2 separate regions of the Bombyx mori genome follow, and region 2 is linked to region 1. The links are chromatin contacts, called in public Hi-C maps. All regions are on one chromosome and are shown on one strand. The core of a region is the stretch at or near the end of the contact, and the rest is flanking DNA. Distances in the headings are between cores, read along the strand shown. Region 1 overlaps LOC101746298. Region 2 holds the start of LOC134200604.

What was found. Hi-C and Micro-C count contacts between places; a contact is called where the count stands out from the background.
Region 2: a Hi-C map of middle silk gland shows a contact between it and region 1, with 1.8 times the contacts expected there. The contact joins the promoter of LOC134200604 here to the enhancer-like site in region 1.

Annotation. Positions count from the first base shown.
Region 1 is chr18:7,772,396-7,775,601 of ASM3026992v2, reverse strand. All of the region lies in intron 4 of LOC101746298, which reads left to right. Among protein-coding and RNA genes, the nearest start is that of LOC101736850, 17 kb to the right of the region's middle. Within about 2 kb of position 1,816, at least 7 of the 8 cell types and tissues checked have open chromatin away from gene starts, as enhancers often do.
Region 2 is chr18:8,117,009-8,120,468 of ASM3026992v2, reverse strand. LOC134200604 reads left to right here and starts at 1,604. Exons shown (of 5, transcript XM_062673785.1): 1 at 1,604-1,610; 2 at 1,654-1,779; 3 at 2,380-2,587; 4 at 3,263-3,442. The coding sequence starts at 1,604.

The DNA.
Region 1 (3,206 bases), core at 567-3,066:
GTGCATTGTACTTCTTTTTTCCTTTATTAAATACTAGAACTGTCCGTGAGTTTGACTATATAGGGATACTGGTCAAATTAGTATTTAATGAAGGAAGAAGTTCATAAATATAATATAACTATTTAATAAAGCCAATCAATCAACATTTAAATAAAACCTAGTTAAATCATTCGCTTATTTTATTAAAGACATCTTTTTTATTTTATTGCTTAGATGGGTGGATAAGCTCACGGCCCACCTGGTGTTAAGTGGTTACTGGAGCCCATAGACATCTAAAACGTAAATGCGCCACCCACCTTGAGATATAAGTTCTAAGGTCTCAAGTATAGTTACAACGGTTGCCCCACCCTTCAAACCGAAACGCATTACTGCTTCACGGCAGAAATAGGCAGGGTGGTAGTACCTAATCTTTAAGTAAGTAATCTTTAAATATTATGTATATTTTTTATCAAAAATAATATCATAATTGTTAACATGCTTCCAAATAATGCTGTTACACCTGTACGATGCTAAGAAGATAAGATATAATTATTATTTTCCTACCTAATCGTTGGCAGCCTAATTATATATTCTAATTACGCGCGGCGGACCTGAGAGCACTTTTTAACACTGGCCCTAGCAAGAGCAGTGCTTCCCTGAATCTACCACCGGATCGAAATCGCTTTCATATAATAAAACCTTAATTTATGTAATTCAATGTACAGCAAAAATACTTTACTTGTATAACCTTTTACGTTAATAAAAAATCATTAAAGAATGCAATAATAATTCTCATGTAGAAACTTGAAACAATAATACCTATATAATCAGATGCCGTAGTTTAAAATGTTTATCTCCATTTCAAACGCATGTTTCTCACATATCCATAACTTAATCTTCTATAATTCTTATTTTGTGCTCCGCAAAAACCTTTTTCCCTTTACGGAGACACCTGCCCTATATCCTGTGGATATTGCTCTCCTCTTTCTTCTTCTTGGAATGCGTATAAGTCCATCCCGCTCTTTAATATCGCATGTTTGTTTTTATATCTGCCTTATTACAGGCGTGATTGTGATCGGAATGAATTAATGAAGGGCCCGACGTTTTATTGCCTTGTATTATTTTTATGAAGATTCTAGATAATTCCGTTAATGGTATTAATCATTTAAGTCTATTTTAAACAGTGCTAATACATGCCAGTAAATGAGTTTGATTTAATCCAGTATTTAATCTTGGACTTCATTTCGAGATCTTAAGCTTATCATTGTACGATAATTGACGTTTTTTTTAAATATCGCACTAATAATATGTTATATAATAAATATTTTTGTCATATCGAAATAACTAATATCAATTTTAAAAAGGCTATTTTCAGAAATCATTATTATTTAATGTCCCAAAACTAAACAAAAGAAAAGCGTAATCTGATAAGTACACCTACTTAGTATTATTATATCTGAAAACTGAAATATCGAATAAAAACCGCTCGCTAATCTGATTAGTGAACTAATCGTAATTGTCAAATTGTTAATCTGTGAAAGGTACACATACAATCTATTGGTTTGACAACGACGTATCGGTGAAGTATCTGTATGGTAAAAAAAATAAGTACCAAAAAACAAAGATGCAATTTTTTCAAAATATTCTGTTTACAATGAATCTACTTTAATTTTATTTAATAAGTTGGTACATACACGACTTTTAAATGTCATATAAATTCTTGCGACCGCAAAAAAATAACGTAACTAATAAAGCAATACTTAATGGCATCGTTAAGTGACAGCCTAGATAATCCGACTACAAGTTAGGACCGCCTCTCGGATGTTTACGCGCGCAACGCCTCACTAGCGCCCCGCGGTACACGACCGAACTAAGCGGCGAAGATTTTATTTATGTCTCATTGCTCACTTTGCGTTCGTTTATCGCGTTAGCGAATAACAATGAGGTTCAATTTTATTTTTATTATTCCGTAACGTATATGAGATTCTTGATTTTTGAAATTATTTAGTTTAATTATATTTACATTCAACAGTTAACCGATTATATTATGAAATAAACCCCATTACATTTTGAAATATTTGCATTACACTTGTCGGTTGGACGGTAGCCCTGTGACGACATAACTAAGACATTGCAACTCACCTTGAAAACCGTAGGCTCATTTTTAATAGATGACTAAGTTGATTCAAACTGGACCGCGGCAGAAATAAGCAGAACCCACAAACTGAATAGATTTCAATTTCATGTTCAAAACTCGCAACACTAATTTTGTTTCTAATACAGATAAACTAGAAATTTAAAATGATCTACTAACAAACTTGTTTGTAATCGACAACGCCGACCAAATTCAAGCACTGTTCATACTTAAATGTAATTCGACAGAAACAATCGGATGTGGTCACTGATCGAGATGGCCAAAAAGCCGTGTTTTATTTTGTGTCGGTTGATCTAAAAGTAAAATTCAATCGACAGTAGGAAAACCATGGGCGACCACATCCATAGCTATATAATTCTAATGAAAATAAGTGGCTTACAAAAAGCTCATTCAGGCGTAAAGAGTGATATACGTAATAATTTTGAATTTTAATAAAAAGAAGGGGAGAGCCGACTTGTTAATAGTGAAGGGTGAATGTGTGAATAAAATTACTAAATTATATTTATACGCAATTGGCGAAATAGTAAGAGCACATTGGATAAATGGATACCAAAATAAATCTCATTTAATTTGCTTGTTATTAACACGTTAATTGCGTTTTGCGATTTAAAATGCGACTGTCGTGTAATGCGACCGACAATACCCGTGTTCTTTCGCTCGATACGGGAAGCGACTAAGCCCAGATTTCTATGGGCATGGGCCATATTAAAAAACGGTCTTTTGGGATCTTGTCGTAGGACCTCTTGTGAGTCCGCACGGGTAGATACCACCACCCTGCCTATTTCTGCCGTGAAGCAGTAATGCGTTTCGGTTTGAAGGGTGGAGCAGTCGTTGTAACTATATTTGAGACCTTAGAACTTATATCTCATGGTGGGTGGCGCATTTACGTCATAGATGTCTATGGGCTCCAATAACCACTTAACATCGGGTGAGCTGTGAACTCTTCCACCCATCTAAGCAATAAAAAAAAGGCTAATCAGGTCTCATGCGCACTGTAAAGAAGTCCAATTTTATCTCGAAAAGACCTCATACGCACTGTCTAAGTTTAAAAAATGGTCCCGCAATCAACGTT
Region 2 (3,460 bases), core at 355-2,854, 350 kb before region 1:
TATTGTTTTCTTTTCAAAATTATCATGCGGGCTTTAATATGAAAGATGCTAAAAAGAAGCGATTTCGTTTTTTTTTGTTCTTCGCCATGGGGTAATTAATATCAACATACACATAAATATTTTGGGGTAATAATTAAAAAAGTTCCCCGGTACTGCTTTAAATTGATCAAGTCAAAAAGCCAGGGAATGTTCTATTTAAAGCTCTAGTGGTCTTTTCTGAGCTCACACATATTAGTCCCGCAATCATCATTCCATAGCAGGTTGTATTTCGGACGTACTGTGGGCGCATAGACGTAACTTGCCTATTTCGAAAAAGCTGATTCTGCTGGAAAAGTAGGATAGTCCTAATTCCAGGGTAAAATTCATTTTTGCATCTTACAATCCTATGTAATATGAGAAAAGGTTGTAAATGCAATGTGAGTGAACGCAGACGTCGATGGTTAACTAATTCGATTGCGAGTGGTGTGAAAAGAGATGAGGAGTTTTTTTTTATTGCTTTGATGGGTGGACGAGCTCACAGCCCCCCTGGTGTAAAGTGGTTACTGGAGCCCATAGACATCTATAACGTAAATGCGCCGCTCACCTTGAGATATAAGTTCTAAAGTCTCAAGTATAGTTACAACGGCTGCTCCACCCATCAAACCGAAACGCATTACTGCTTCACGGCAGAAATAGGCCGGGTGGTGGTACCTACCTGGACTCACAAGAGGTCCTACCACCAATAAAAGAAATGCAAGGGAACTCCTCATATTTCCATGTTTCATCTACACAGTTTAAAGTACAGAACCAATATTTATAGTCGTTCCAAAGATCTTTAAGCTATAGCCTCTTATTAAGGTTTCTACTAAACAAAAAAAAATTAGGCAGGTTGACATTCAATCGAAGAAATTTGAATTATGTTCCAATTACATATAAAAGATGCACATTTAGGTGGTTTGTTTATAAACCCCCAAGTGACGTCATACCGGGCTATTACTCGGGCCGTAACTTCAGTTACATCACGTCAGAGACGGACGGAAGATGGCAGCCTTCTAATGTATTTATCACTTCTGATTCTATGCTCCAGCTTACATTGTCGCCGCTGTTTCGAGTAAGTTTAGAATGAGTAAGTAAGTATCTATACAGTGTTTCCCGAGCGCTAAAACACGCTCTTCCTCAAATGATAAGGCCCAAATAGTAAGAGTTTGATAAGAGTCAGCGGTGGGTAGCGGCTTGCCAGTGCCCCTAATTTTGTTGATGTCCGTAACGATGAAAAAACTCGCCTGCATTCTCTTGACAATGAAAAGCTAAGTTTCATCATGGGCTGCTTTATACGAATAAGCAAGATAACAATAAAGTAATCAAAACAAAATAAGCAAATAACAAGTAAAGAAAACCTGCTGACTTGAACTTGAATACTTGTTTGAGGGAGATATGAAAAACTTTTACATGATATAACTTAATCGATCGATTCTAGCCAACCTACACAGAATATTTAGCAACCTTAGTCTACCAGGAGCACGTAGGAGGCGAACAATCCCAGGGCTCGTCAAGTCGAGGTATTTTGATGGCCGATGAGTTGGGAGGGGTATTATTAGTGCACACGTTACCCGACTTTCCTAACATGCAAAGTAAGTTAAAAGTTACAACCATTACATTAAAGTTGTTTTTTAGTAACTCTTAAAGGAAACCAGATTGCGCTGGTCCGACCAAATCTGTACCACTCTGGATACCACAAACTACGATGCCATACACACTACCGAGAACAGAGGAAGATGGCGAAACATTATCCAGAGAAGGGTAATGGGTGGAAATGGTCACGACCCTCAGACATGACGAATGCGACTCAGAGAGGAGGATAGGGAACCGTTATAGTGACAGACGCTGTAACAATGCATTAAGACTAATCTTAGCCACAACCTACCTTCAGGCAAAGGTGGCTAATATTACTCTTAATGCTAATCGCTAAAATTACAACAATGTGTTAGCCTGCCCTTTTTTGTAGCGGAGTCCGAACCTGCGAGGTCTCTACGTCAAGGGGGCTCGCGGCTTATATGATATTACCAAAATATGTTAGAGGTCACCCACTAAACGACTCCCCTGCATTCTCGTCCAAAAAACTTGATCACCGCCCGTGACAGAACTTGGGAGAGGAAGGACGGGTTACCGCGGTCAACACTGCAACCAGACGTGTTGGTTTACCCTAGAGATGTTCTGCCCTAATTTTTTTAATTAAAGTGTTAGTAGTCCGATGAGCTGAAAAGCAATCAGCGTATTAAAAATATTTCATTCAAGTATTTCTTTCCGGGCGTTTTTAAATTGTAATAACTCCAACATCGATTCGAACCTACCATTTGTCTAGTTGAATAGCAATTCAAATAATTTAATTTCAATAACCAGAGGTCAGGTCAGTATTCCCGGAAGACCAACTAGAGTATGGACATCTATTCGTTTGTTTGTCACTCGACTTGCGAACTCTGGATAAGGTAGCTGTTGCGATTAAGTCAACGATGCCAAAAGTCAAACTAGTTCAGATGCCGTCGAGATTGGAATCTATTTTGCCGAATTGGAAAAAGTTGAATGAACCTGCACAGTCAACTCAAAATCGGTTAGTTGGTTTTTACTTATAGCTCAAACCGTCTGGCGATTATCAGAGATCATCATAATGGCACGAGGTGATATTTTGACTGGAATAACAGTTATCCTTCAATACCGGAACATATGAAATTAAAAAAAACAGAATACGGACTTGGCGCTCGTCACTCCCATGATTGGTCAATAACTGACGCTAATACATTGCAATAATAACTACGTCGATCCATACACATATTTTTGGAAAATATTCAGATGTAATTGCAATAATTTAACTCAACCTCTTTTCTTTATATAATTTTGAAATTGCACATACGATTTTTATGGAGCCCGTAGTTATGGATGCCGTAAAAAGTGACTAAGACATTTTGGAGAATGGGCAGCAGTGCTCTCCGAGTATTATACCAAGGCACTGGGATCACCAGCCAGAATTTACTGGTGGTGGGGCGTATTGAAAACCTGCACAGATAGTTACTAACATCCTGCATATTTCTATCGTGATGCAGTCATGCGTTCCGTTTTCAAAAGTGGGACAATTTTAATACTGTACAATTGAGATTTCCACCTCATTGGTCAAAATGGGTGGTTCCAGCAAACGCCCACCTAGCGCAATGGGTTATGTAAACTGGTTGTGTAGCATGTTTGAAATGAGTGGAAGTAATAACTCAATCAACATAACTGACACTTCCAGTAAACCAATACCGGCTATGGAGTTTCTCACGATACAGAATACATTACGTGGAATCATATTAGGCAGACGACCAGGTGACAACCGATGTCTGTACAAGCGGTTCGCGATGTTACAGAAGATTGTTCTAGACGTTTACGGAAACGATAAACATAGAAAACCTATCTGTGCTAAAGATTTTAGGTAAATACTTTCTATGTT